Regions from separate parts of the Sus scrofa genome. Here all the other regions are linked to region 2. The links are chromatin contacts, called in public Hi-C and HiChIP or PLAC-seq maps. All regions are on one chromosome and are shown on one strand. Each heading gives the region's core, a stretch centred on a gene start, on an enhancer-like site or on the middle of the called end of the contact. The rest is flanking DNA. Distances are from core to core; before and after follow the strand shown. Region 1 overlaps NFIB (nuclear factor 1 B-type). Region 2 has its middle 360 kb from the start of MPDZ. Region 3 overlaps NFIB (nuclear factor 1 B-type).

Region 1 (4,374 bases), core at 950-3,449, 580 kb after region 2:
CAATGGATCAAGTTTAAATAGTAAGTTATGGAGTTGAGAGTCAACTTCAGACCTAACTTCCTGTTTTTTTTAAGTAGTACTAAGAAATGGTATTACCTGGAAATTTCATTGGTATTTAATAAGGTCCTCTTGTTTTATTTCCTTCTACCATCATCTGCCTCTTCATCAAATTCTTGAACATAATTATTCATTCTGTGTTTATTTTTGTGGTCAACTGATGAGACATCTTTGTCTCCCACTATGCTAGGAACGCCCTAAGTCCTGTACCAGCACTGCTTCTGTTCATCACTGTGCACTGCCTGGAGATAGTAGATGCTCCAATATGTATGAATATGATGTCAGAGTATGTCAGAGTGTGATGCTCTGACACGTAATATTTAAAAAATGAAGGAGAGGAAAAGAAGGGAAGGACAGAGGGAGAAACAGAGAAGAGGGAGAAGGAAAAAGGAGGAGGCAAGAGGGAAAAGAGAGAAGAGGGTTAGGAGGATGGGTAACCCCCATCTCTTGGACCACTCCTTCACCACTCTCAAGCCCATTTGTGGGATAAATGAGGGCCTGATGCCAGTGGTGATTCCTTCCCCACATAAAGGGCTAGACAAACAAGATCCCTGGACCATGCAGAAATAGCAACAGGAATGCCAAAATCTTGTGAGCATTTTCACTGGCTTGTCCCCCAAACCACACCCAGTAGGAACAAAACACTCAAAAGTTCCAGCAATTTGTAAACCATTATTCAAAAGGTGAGTCGATCTCACCTTCTCTTGATAAGTCTTAGGGGGATGAGCCAAATTAAAAACTCACTAAAATGCTCCTTTATGCACTCAAGGGGCTGTCCCTCTCAAGGTTTAGCTCGGCCCTGGAGGATGATTCTTTGGGGGATTACTGTGCTGGGGGAAGGGAGATGAGAGGTGTGGGGCAAATTCTTGGACAGAAAATAATGTCCCTGGATGGCTGTTGTCACAAATCTCTTATATATTACAACAGAGGTATCATACCATTCCTCAAATAGGGCTTTCTTACAGGGGTGGGGTGGGGAATGAAAGCCTTGACCCAAGAGAAGAAAGAAGTCCAGAACCTCAGTTTTTGCCATTAAAACTCCCAAATGTGGATGAACCAAGATTCTCAACACATCGCTGGCCTCGCACTTTCACTGCGGCACCACCACTGCTGTCATCTGATTGTACAACAGAGTGTTGAAGCCCTGTCATGGAACTGTGGTGGCCAGCCGAGACTGTCACAGCTATCTGCAGGAAAGGGAGCGTGCCTTAGGAAAATTCCAGTATAAAGCAAGATGAAACACCTTGAGTTCATCACCAGGAGCAACAGCATACAGAATTATTTGATCAACCCATTTAACTCTATCAGTGGTACTTTAATTAACTTTGCGGGAAAAGGAATAAAAGTTTCCAAGGCATCACCTTTCTTAGTGAAAGATAAGAAGGTAAACACGTTGTCATATTTATCCCCCCCCCAAAAAAAATGTCCTCTTTGGAGTAGGACACAATGACTGCCATTACCTCCTTTCTTCTAGAATACCCTGAATTATCAAGTTTTTATTGGAAAGTATATGCATTGATACATCTATCATAAAAAAATATATTAAGTGTTCCTATTTTTTTCAAAGGCTTCCCTCAGCTAATATCTATTTCCAAGGGACAGTTAGGATGCAAATGACATTTTGCTTAATTAAAAATGATAACATTTTGTCTAAAACAAACTAGAAACTTTAAGGAAAACTCATCCACTGGCATTCTTTTGAAACATACACATAAAACGTTCGACAGTGCTTTTTCTTGCCTATGGGTGTTTGTTGTGCAAGACAGGAATTCCGTGTGCAGTAACTGAATGAGGAATTGGAACCTTCTCATGGAAGTTTTACCTAATTACGCTCCGACGTGGAACAAAGGACAAGATATACATACAGTAGCTAAAGAGTTAATCTTTAGCAACTCTGCTCAAAAATCCTAATGGCAGACTGCCCATCATTCTTTTAGACAGAGCTTGTCAGAAAAACTAGGGCAGCTTGTCCAGCTCAGCAGTCAAATGATTACTAGTGAACTCAATGGGGCTCCCAGCCAACCCCTGCGATTGCTGCCAGCCCCTTGGGTATTCAAAGGCCAAGTTCCAATGTGGTTTACTTTGCCAGAATCACATGATGTCAGTGCTATTTTCTTCGGACCAGACCAACCAGTCATTCAGGTTCCTGCGAATGGGATGAGTGCAGGAGGCTGAGGCCAGCACTTAGCTGTTAGAGGTCACACAGACACCGAGGGGCTATGCCTTGTCACCAGAGCCCCGGGGGGCCCCTAGAGCCTCCTGTGGAAAGCCTGCTCATCCCCGTGTGTCAGTTCCAGTGACCCGATCCTGCACTGCATCCTGGTACCCGAGTCCCCTCCACGACCAGGAAAGACTCAGGCTCACTGGACAGGGGACACACTTGGGGCGGAAAACAAACAGGTCCAACTTTTATAAATAACCAGCTGGGTAGGAAAGCAAGAGAAAACGGGCCTTGGCTTTCACTCCCATTACATTATTTGAGGTTTAATAGGCGAGCCGCATAAATTCTGTGGGATTTAGTCAGCTTTATCCACATGTGCCCACATTCCCTGCCTGGTAGTAGGACATGAATTAATTTTTACATCTATCTGGAGATTTTTCAGTTGCTACAGGATTTGCAAGAGTACATGTGTCCAAGGGGTAGCCAGTTTTTAAAATTGTGGTTACCCTTATCTCTCAGTAAGAAAAATCATTTCACTCCTCAAAACCCAAGACAGGGAAATAAAAATGAGGTCTACTTTTTAGCCTTTCCTTCCTTTAGGAGAAAATCTAAGTGTTGGGAATAGTAAAAGGACTGGTGGAGCTTGTGGACACCACTTTCAAAGTCTAGAAATAATTTCCCAAGTGCTTTAAGCACTTTGATTTATTGCTGATTATCCTCTTTATTCTTTCTTTCTTAGGGTGTTTAGAGACCTATTTATGATGAATTCATTTAAAAACATTCATTTTAAAAGATGTTAAGTCCTGAAAATACCTTAAAAGTTAAAAATAGTATACAGAGATTTTATATTTTGTCATGATATGTGGCTTTTTCCATCTTTTCTTTTTCCTGTCAATAAATAAAAGTAGTAAAGCTACTGAGGAAAAATATGCACTAAGGTAAGAATTATAACAATTTTAAACATTTACATTATTAAGAGAAAACAAGCTGCTTCAGTTTTAACATGTGAAAGAAAAATGAAGGTAATAATTCCATTAATTGCACAATTAGTATAAAAGACAGTACATGTTTGATGAATGAATGAGCAAATGAATTCTCTATTATTCACTACTTGTTACATTTTTACTAAATACTACCTTGGGGAAACTCTGAGCAAAGTGACTGAGAAGAAGATTTTAAATACAAAGTGTCTTAAGGTTTACAGATAGAGTTTTCCATCTATCAGCTTTGTTGGAGGAGGAGTGGCTTTCCCATCTCTTCGCATCAAAAGACTGCACCCATGACAATCACCAGCATTAAATCCAGGTAAACTTTTACAAGCAGAAGTCAATCTGTCAAGGAAAGTGTATGGTTACAAAAGACTGGAGAAAGAGGGAGGGAGGGAGAAAAGGGAGGTAAGATTCTTAGGACAGAAGGAAGGAAAACAAACCCCCTCCAAAAAAAAATTATTTTTACATCAATGCTTCTTAATTTTCATTCATTCCATCCATGAAAAAAAGTTTAAGCAGATTGGCAACAACTTCAAAGTCAATGTTATCACCAGTTATTCAATCAAAATCAGGTGCTATAGTTAACTCTCCCTGATGGTTATAGCTCATCTTTGACTATTCAACTTATCTTTTGTCCTGCTTTTTTATTTCCTTCTCAGATGCATCTTCACAGCATACCTCTAACATAACATCTTTAATGAACTAACAAATGTTTGAAAGAAAGAAGCTTGCTGGATACGAGTTCTTTGGTGCAAAGGGACTAAGCAGTCACTACCAATTAGATTATAGCTGGATAATTTGACAGTTCTCAAGATGATTGTTTCAAGGAAGGCTGGAAATGTACAAAGAGAGAACAGTCTGTACATGTGTCATGTGTGGTTTTCTCTGCCTAGGACAATACAACACAAAAAATCCCAGAAGGAAAAAAGAAAGGGAAATTTTGATCCTTTTGACAGTGAAGAAATAATGCACAAATTAAATGTTTTAAGGCAAGTTGTCTGAAATTCTCTTTTGAGAATAAGTAATATCCTGGGAGCTGCCCCTAGATAGCTTTGAGGAATTTGTAGGGTAAGTATATACTGCTCAAGCCAACATCTAAGGCTCCTCATGAGGTAACCACAACATATTTGTCCATATGGCCCCTGATGGTGCTGCATGGATTCCGTA
Region 2 (4,684 bases), core at 185-2,684:
TTCAGCTTTCATCCACTTCTTCCTCAGGAACCCATACTCAACAATCCTAGACTATTCTCAAAGATTAAATTAGGGTAGGGGTTATGGTTTGAGGGCAACTTTTATTTCTAACTGGCAAAAGCTGTGAATAACTGCTTGGAGCAGAAAACTCAGAATTCACAGCATAAAACTTGGTTCCCCTCCTTTGAAATCTGGGAGAAAGAAACTGCACTTTCTATACTAACCTTCTATAGCAGCTTGAAAAAAAATTCAATCATATTTTGCATAACCAGCACACAATCCCACTCTTTTACATAGGTTCTGCCAATGCCCAGATAAAAAATCAAGTGTCCTTTGAGGAGAGTCCTCTGCACATTTTGGTTGTGAACATGTCCTCTCATCCTGTAGTTTCTTCAAAATACCAGATTGGACGCCAGGATGAGAATGTACAAATGAATTACCCACAGTCTGCTAGTTCATTTTTGCACACCTCGTGCTTTTAGTATTATTTGTTCTCTTACCTCTGACCTGGTTCTGTCAAAAGACAATTTCAGAGTGGGAAACTCCCTAAGGTCTTCCTCAGGAATGATTTCAGCCAAAAATTAATTGAGTCTCTGTTATCTCCTTTCTCATTTTTTCTATGGACCTTTTGCACTATATCCATCTCGCTGTTTTTGGCTGGCTTCCTCCCTTCAATTTATTTAAAGAACTGCATATTGTGGGCTTTGCCATTGCTTGCAGAGAGCTGTGTGTGTGTGTGTGTGTGTATGTGTGTGTGTGTGTCTGTGTGTCTCTGTGTGTGTGTGTGTGTCTGTATAGGGGATCTATTTACTTCTGAGTTAGCATCTGACTGCCCATATTTCCTGGGCTCTGTTATTGCTTCTCTTGGGCAGGCTGACTTCCTAGTTTTTAAAAGATGCTTTCCCCAAGAATAGCCTCTTCCAGAATAGCCTCTGGGATACTTATTGCCCGTAAAGCAGGAGGAATTTTTTTTTTTTTTTGGAATGTCTGAGATTTAGATGCATGGCACACAGCTTTTTGGCCTTCTAATAGGTAATTGGTATTTTTAGAGGTCACCAAGATTTTAAAAGGTACTTGAAAATATATGTATTCATTTTTATCCCCCAGACTAATGCCTACAGTTTTCTTGTAGCTTGCTTTTCTAAAATTGAATAATCTAGTGAGCTAAAAAAATTTCTTTTTGAAATGCTAAAGTCACATTTTTGTGACCACCATGATATACCCACAATACTTCCAAACTAGCCTCCATACATTGCCCAGAACCTAACCTAGCTGACATATGAATTATTTATTGCTGTGCTACAAGCAAACCTCAAACTCAGTGACTTCAAACAACAAGCATGTATGACTGCTCATGAGTCTACAGGTCAGCAGAGTAGCTATTCTGGTCTTGGCTGGGTTTACCCTTGGATCTGTGGTCGACTGGAGATTAAGCCGGCAGCTCTAGGCTGGGCTCTTTCACATATTTGGAGGTCAGCTGGTTGTAAACTGGTCTGGGCTGACCTTAGCTGGGACAGTTGTACTCTCCTTACATCATTTCTCACTCTCCAGCAGGCTAGTCTAGTTTATTTAAATGACTGTGGCAGAGTTCCAAGAAAGTATGGAAGCAGGAAGGGCCTCTTCTAGTTGAGACTTATAACTGGCATATTGTACCTTAGCCACATTCTGGAATAAGGCCAGACCAGATCTCACGGAGAAGGACAGAATCTAGTTCTTGAAGGAGGAGTTGCAAATTCACATTGTAATGAGGTGTAGATATAGAGAGAAGACAAATTGGGGCCACGTTTATATTCAATCTGCCTGCCCCTGTTGATCTCCTTTCATCCTTAGTTGTAAAAATCAAAGTAAACCAAAAAAGATTTACTGGTTACCTACTATGAACAAAACATCTTATTAGTCACTGATAGGACCTTTTCTGCAGAAATTTAAAATCTTAGGATATAAAAAGGTAAAAGTTAGATACTCTTACCAGTTTTGATTTATGAGTAGGCTATGATACAAAATTTCTTTTTTTTTTTTTTGAGTTGATTATTTAAAATCTGGAATACATTTTCCCATAGAAACATAAATTGTAATTTGGAACGCAGACAAAGTCATTTTTAAGCCATAATTTATGGTATACAATATAGTACTCAATTATATCATAAATATTATAGGAAATAATTACCTGCGTGAGAGGTTTATATTTAAACATTTGTCCCTTAATTAGTACTAAGGAAATACCAGTAAGTCTCTCACCAGCATCCTCCCCACCCCCTAATTTGGGGATAGAGCTGGAAGATGATTCACTCTGAAAGTAGAAAAACTGCATTGCACACCTTTATATCTCAGCACTCTTAAGTGCATTATCTGTTTAATTTTTGTAATAGACTGCTGAAGAAAGCATTAGTATATCCTTTTTATATTTGAGAAAGTAGAAAAACCAGTGATGATATATAACTCACACAAGGGCCTAAAGCAGGAAATTTTTGTTATGAGTGTCCACATAAGTGCAAATGTCTTGCTTTTCTCACAATTCCTCTTTACCCTGCTGAAACAAATACTGTGAGCAAAGGAATGTCACATACAATATCTCAAATGAAATAAAATTCATGGGCTAAAACCGAAGATACATACCAAATGCAAACATCATGGGTTCAGAGACAGTTTGTAAACATGCCGCTGATATGGCCATTTTGCGTCCCAAGCATCTATTAGAATATGGGATGCTCTCCCAAATGGAACTAAAGAACAAAAGTGATCTTTCATTTGAATTAATGGAAACAAAGTATAACATTATCCACCTGAGCATCTACCAGACTACAGAGCAGTTGTTCTAACTGTAGAGGGACAGCTGTCCATATGAAGTATTTCAAAAAAGGAGTTAAAGAATAAGAATCTGCCAAGGAAGGATCAGTTTGAAATGAAAAACACTGAGCCTGATGAAGGTGATTTTCTGGTCACTGGTGTGGCATACAGTGTTGCAGAATGCAGATAAATGATCAAATTTTACATGGAAAAATTACTTTTAACTACCTTATATTCTTTCTTGTTCAGAATACTTATACGGCTTCTTAAAAAAAAAAAAAAAACTCATTAAACCTATTTTAGCTTTTAAGTACCTTTGGAAGGAGAAGCCATACCTAGCTAGTACTAAATCTTGAAACCCTCTCTCCTGGACCTCAATATCCAGTTTCCTGTGTGTTTTATTGGCATGTCTTAAAAATCCCTGTCTAATCAACTTATGGTTGTAAAAGTTTGTTTGTAAGGTCATTTATTTGAACTTGGAATTGATTTGTTTTTGTTGCAACAATATTATAAGTCAAGAGTTACAAGTCCTAGCCTGTACAGGAAAACAGACAGGTTATGTAAGTAAAGGAGGCAGGGCCAAGTGTCATACAATAGAAGTTATGGGGACAGTGGTGAATAGGAGAGTGCAGGTCTCCACGGAAGGCACTCTAAATCTCATTAATAACAACAGCAATATTGCTAGCCAAACAAAATCAGATTGCAGATCAGATTTCTTGCCAACACACCATCTTGATTGTTAATGTCCATGTGATTTGTAGAGTAGCCCCCAAATCCTTTCCCACTCTTTGTCCATTGTAAAACAAAATAGTACTTTACTATTTACTCTATAATACCCTAGAATTAAAAGTTCTGGTCTTGCACAGCAGAGCTCCATACTCAAAACTAAAATGATCTTAACAAAATATTGTCCCCTAAGAGTTGATGCCTAAGCAGCTTACTAGTCTCCAACTTTAGACATACTGGGTGAATTAAACCTATGTATCAATTTGGGGAGAATTTATATCCCTACTACATTGAGTCCCACAATTCATGAACATGCTATGTCTTTTCATTTATTTAGATCTTTGAATTCTTTCTTAAGAATTTTGTATTTTTTAATATGTATGTTTTCAATATGTTTTGTTGAATTGGAATATTAAGAACAGACACCTTTGCCTAGTTCTTGGCCTTTTAGGGAAAGCATTCAGTCTTTCATTACTAAGTATAAAGTTAGCTGAAGGATTTTTGGCGATGTGCCTTATCAAGTTGAGTCAGTTCCTCAGAGTCTTTTCTTTTTTTAATCGTGAATGGATAATGAATTTTGTCAAATTATTTTCTTGCATCAATAGACATGATAATGAGGTAGGTATTCTTTATTCTGTTTTCACTTTCATGGATTTCTGCTCTTCTATTATTCTTCTGCTTGCTTCGGTGTTATTTTGTTTTACTTTTCTTCCTTCTATATTTAGGTTCTTCATATGAAAGCTTAGATTGTTCATTTGAGAGTTTCCTTTTTTTCTAATGTATGTGTTCATTGTTATAAATTCCCTTCTCAGCAGTGCTTTAGCAGTGTCTCACAAATTTTTATATTCTGTATTTTAATTTTCATTCAGTTAAGTGTATCTTTTAAAATTTTCCTTGAGACTCCTCTTAGACCTATTGATTAATTAGAGGTGTGTTATTTCACTTCTAATTGTTTGGAGATTTTCTGTTTTCCTTTTAGTATCAGCTTTTAGTTTGATTCTATTGATTCTAATAATTTCATTGTACATTCCATGTAGAAAACACATACTATATAATTTTTAAAAAATTGTTCCTTTTTTTAATATCCCTGCATATGATTTATTTTGATCTGTGTTCCATAAGAACTTGAAAGGAATGTATATTTTTCTATTTTGGAGTTACATGTTCTATA
Region 3 (4,614 bases), core at 601-3,100, 530 kb after region 2:
ACACCTGATCCTACCCACTGAGTGAGGCCAAGGATTGCACCTGCATCCTCGTGGATCCTAGTCGTGTTCATTAACTGCTGAGCCACAAAGGAGACTCCCAATAAAAAGAATTTTTTTAAAAAAACTACCACCAACACAAGATTGAGCACCAAAAGATTCCATGATGCATCATCCTTGGAGCTCAGTCTACAGCAGAGGACAAAACATTTTTTGTCCTTCTCTTCATGCAGCATACAATTTAATCTGTGTTGTGCTTTTATCACTTGCTAACAGGTAAAATAAGCTGCTTAAATTTTACAAATAAACAGTATCCTCAGGTATTATATTTTGAAAATAGAACTGACATGATACACACACACACACACACACACACACACACACACGGATTTAGCTGTGAGACAAACATTTTTTGTTTGATTTTTGTTTTTAAAGAGTAAAACATCTGAGAGAATAAAAGCCATTGCAAATGCCTTGTTTAGCTGTGATGAGCAGAATGCATAAAGGTAATATGATGGCAAAAGAGCTATTGGAGGATAAAAATAACAAGACTATAAAATAATAAGAGTACAACTTCAAAATTCTCTGACCACTATCATCTCTCAGGATGGCTGAAAGGGATCTGGTGATGAGCTTTGGGAGCTGAACAGAAGAATACAACTTCAAATTGAAAATTACTTTATGGTCACACCCCACAGATTGAATGGTGTTGGAGCCAGACTAAACGAGGCACTCAAATGGAGTCCTGAGGGGAAAATATAAGAATGGTTTGCTATTATGAAAATCCACCATTAAGTGGAGAAAAAAAAAAAAAAGATAATTTTTAAAAACCATAAAAACCAGAATCAAGGCAAAGTTTCTAAATGGTAAGACATGAAAATATGAGCTGAATGCCTTCTTTGTCTTTAAAAAATGAAATATCCATACGTTTGGCATGTATATGGTATTCTCTAATTTATCTGAGAAATGTGTAAACACATCTATGCAAAGAGCTATCATGAAATGTGATGTCATATTCCTTATGAAAAAAAAAATTCCCTTTCTCAATGTCAATTAAAACCAAATTTAGCTTTAAAACTCTATGACCTCTACCATTTTTTTTTCTAGGTTAGCTGAAAAGGATCTATTGACTAGCTTTGTGAGCTGAAGAGTTGAATGCTACTTTAGATAGAAAATTATTTCTTTCACTCTATAAGAATAATTATCACGGCGATTACACAATTATTATAATTATATCTGTAAGAACTGTTATTGGGAATTTATCTCTGAAACAGTCTCATGCATTGCAGGGGACATTTATCTTTTTTAATGATCACCAACACAAGTGTCTTTTTGTAGCTATATAAGTGATTCTACCTCTTTCTATTAATATCCTCTCGCAGGCTGAAGAAGCCAAAGGAGACAGCCCCCACAGTTTTCTCCCCTTAAAGCAACTGTTTCCGTCAAGCCGGGCCTGTAGCGGTTTCTGAGACAGAAAGCTTACACTTCCCCTTCATGGCAGCACAACCTTCACCATGTGCTTTCCTATATGCATGGAAACCCCCCAACAAAGCCCCTCCAATCTGTGTTTCATAAACTGTACTCTACGAGAAGTAGCAATAAAGTTTATTACAGACCTAAAGTATCTGCCTAAACCCGGTTAATTGAAAAGTGGGTGGAGAAGGCTGCCAAATTAAATGTTTACATTAGCACAGCTGTATTGTAAAAACATTCTGCCCCCTGTGCTTTGTAATTATAAGATATTTCTGGACTGTGTATCTCTACAAAGTTTATCTCCACTGCCAAGAGTGTCTTGGCACGGAGCGGCTGCAGTTTTTGGCAGCCAGGAGCTCGCAGCGCGGGCAGGATCTAAAATGGCTGCCAAGCGGCCTCGTGAAATGTCGCCGGGCCGGCCCGCCTCGCCTCGCCTCGCCTCGCGCGGAGGCCGGAGGGCGGCGGCCGCCGGGCCTCGGAGCAAGCGCGGAAGCACGTTTCCCACTGCAAGGGGCTCGGTACGACACCCTGCTTCACAAAGCGGCCTGAGACGCGAACGCCAGAGCACCCCGGGGACCCTCCCCGTCGCAAAGGGGCGCCCAGGGGTCTCCCCTGCATTTCACTGAGGCCTAGGCCCAGAGGGCCCTCTCCTCGTGAGAGAAACCCGATCAACTTTGTGGGAAGAAGTAAAATAAGAACGCCCCACTCCGGGGACATGTACTCCAGCAAAAGCATGAGCCAAGCCCACATTTTCCTATTTGCAAGGGCATGATTTTGACCCGGACTTAAAGTCTTTCGCAAAGCATGGGTGTATGCAAAATGAAAACCTCCCAAATAGTTCACGGGCTTCCTTTTCTTTCCTTAAGAGGCTGTGCTTCTCTTACATCATCAGAGTAACACATTTTAAGGAAGGAAAAAAAAAAAAAAAAAGATTTAGACCCTTCTATGGCAAACATCCAGAGCACAAAACCCACTTAATTGTAAAAATCGAGACCAAATCCATGGTGTATGCAAGTTCCAAGGATTGACCAAAAGGAGGGAGGGCAGGGGAGGGAGGGGCTGACTGGAACTCTTAACTGTCCAGGCTGCTCGGAGTAGGAAGGCAAAAAGCCCTTAAATTATAAACTAAAATGCTTCAGAAGGACACCTAGATCTCACAGGATGTGTACTGTCTCTGTCCTGTCTTTTCTCTATTAAAGTCCCAGCTAAAATGCTGTGTCCACAGCTGCCAAATACTACATAATGAGGTCACTGGATTTTTTCTTTTAGGGTGTTCCACAATTGTAAGCTTAGGTTGAGAGACACGGCAGGCCTGGTGTACTATACTTCAATCATTACTAAGCTTCATCTGAATCCAACATTGTCTCTGACCAGAGAAAATTCAGAAGTGAAAGATGAATTCCATAATGCTGACCTGGACCTGTGGCACTCATTACACTCATACTGCTTATTCACTAAATGCCCAGTCTTTCGAGCTTTAATTGTATGTCCACACACAGCACAGCCACACCAATGATTTCCACTTTATTTCTTAAAATCTTCAACATTATAGAATGTCTAATGTCTCTGTAATGGTATATTTTGAATACTGTCTATTCACTAGCACTCACTTGAAATACATACACACACATACCTCTTGGACCTTTGTAAGACAGAACATTTTTTAACCACTGTTAAAAAATTCTGAACAAAAGACATTTAGGGATTTTCAACCCTTGCTTAATTAGTTATCAGGAGGATCAAAGTCCCATAGTTGGAGAACAGCAGGCCACTCTTAACAGACTGGTGAAAAAAGTTGGTATGTTCAGAAAGTATCTCCAGTTTCCTGTAACATATATTTGCTTTTTTTAGGGCCATACCTACAGCATATGGAAGTTCCCAAGCTAAGGGTTGAGTGGAGCAGTAGTCACTGGCCTACGCCACAGCCACAGCCACAGCCACAGCAATGGAAGAATCAGAGGACCAGCACCCCACCCTCCCCATGCCCTCCCCTGTCTGTGACCTACACCACAACTCATAGCATCCCTGGATCCTTAACCCACTGAGTGAGACCAGGAATCGAACTCGTATCCTCATGGATACTAGTCAAGTTCATAACCACTGAGCCACCATGGGAACCCCCTTACTATTATTTTTAAAACTTGAGGTTTGGTTTTTTTGTTGTTTTTTTTTTAACTTTCCTGAGAGTCTATAGTTTGACACTGCCAACTTATTAACTTTCCCTCCTTGAGAGTTCCTAAGTCCTAGAATGACAAACTGTTCAACAAGCAGAGGAATTTAATAAATGTTGATTGATCACTACTCCATGCAGTGACTTTGCTATTATACATAGAAATATGGGATTAAGACAACATATTTGACACAAAAAAAAAGCTAAAAAAAGAGTTTCCAATTTCATTTGTTTCTTTGTTCTTATGTGGGTCATTTTGTGTATAGATTGCCAAGTGGGTATATTCTGTAACCCCAACTAAGATACAAGTTTCTGAAAATCATATACTCTAAGTCTTGCTGAGTATACACAACAGTAAAATACATATAAAATCAATCTCCACCCTGGAAAGGATCCTAGTGAGGACCGATGTAATTAGTTAAGGAAAGCACTAGTGCCTCTTACCTTTGTATGTGTTTAATATGTTCCTATATCTCCTCTTTCTTCAGCAAATATCTTGTGGATAAAGAGCAATAAAGTAACAGTAAGGCTAACAGTGGATGGGCATTTGTTCACATGTCCAAGGGTGCCCTCAATATGACATGTGCATTTCTCATTCTTGAAACAAACACTGAGGGACAGGTATTACTGTTATCCCCATTTTCAGATGAGAAAACTGGCCCAGGACTATTCCACTAACAAGTACAACAGCCAGAAATTAAACTCAAACAAATCTGACTCCAGAGTCCATATAAATTTGCTGTTTTCTTAAATCAGAAGGGTCACCATTAGACAAAAAAGAAAGAGACCAGGTAGATGCTATTCCTCTACGATTACAAGGTTCTTTGGGCAACTTTCCTAATTTTTGGCACATACATTCCAATTTTCTCATCGGAAACCTCCTTTGGGCGGAGGCTGCTGAAGGTGGTGAGTTTATGTTGTGGTTTGGTAATGTGCACAGACTGGGAGAAGGATGAGACCAGAAACCCTTTTTG

The links. Hi-C and Micro-C count contacts between places; a contact is called where the count stands out from the background. HiChIP or PLAC-seq counts read pairs in DNA pulled down with a chosen protein or histone mark.
Region 1: a contact with region 2 is called in an H3K27ac HiChIP or PLAC-seq map of skeletal muscle, with 5 times the contacts expected there. The contact joins two enhancer-like sites. A contact is called at or near these places in 1 of 47 Hi-C or Micro-C datasets (skeletal muscle) and 1 of 2 datasets of contacts at active chromatin or transcription factors (skeletal muscle).
Region 3: a contact with region 2 is called in a Hi-C map of skeletal muscle, with 7 times the contacts expected there. The contact joins two enhancer-like sites. A contact is called at or near these places in 2 of 47 Hi-C or Micro-C datasets (both in skeletal muscle) and 1 of 2 datasets of contacts at active chromatin or transcription factors (skeletal muscle).

Annotation. Positions count from the first base shown.
Region 1 is chr1:208,244,441-208,248,814 of Sscrofa11.1, reverse strand. The region is part of intron 2 of NFIB (nuclear factor 1 B-type); the gene reads right to left. Among named protein-coding and RNA genes, the nearest start is that of NFIB, 64 kb to the right of the region's middle. Within about 2 kb of position 2,199, at least 35 of the 83 cell types and tissues checked have an H3K27ac peak or open chromatin away from gene starts, as enhancers often do. A contact at or near this core is called in skeletal muscle, where this site is marked.
Region 2 is chr1:208,822,066-208,826,749 of Sscrofa11.1, reverse strand. No RefSeq gene overlaps it. Among named protein-coding and RNA genes, the nearest start is that of MPDZ, 360 kb to the left of the region's middle. Within about 2 kb of position 1,434, at least 16 of the 83 cell types and tissues checked have an H3K27ac peak or open chromatin away from gene starts, as enhancers often do. A contact at or near this core is called in skeletal muscle, where this site is marked.
Region 3 is chr1:208,294,222-208,298,835 of Sscrofa11.1, reverse strand. The region is part of intron 2 of NFIB (nuclear factor 1 B-type); the gene reads right to left. Among named protein-coding and RNA genes, the nearest start is that of NFIB, 110 kb to the right of the region's middle. Within about 2 kb of position 1,850, at least 35 of the 83 cell types and tissues checked have an H3K27ac peak or open chromatin away from gene starts, as enhancers often do. A contact at or near this core is called in skeletal muscle, where this site is marked.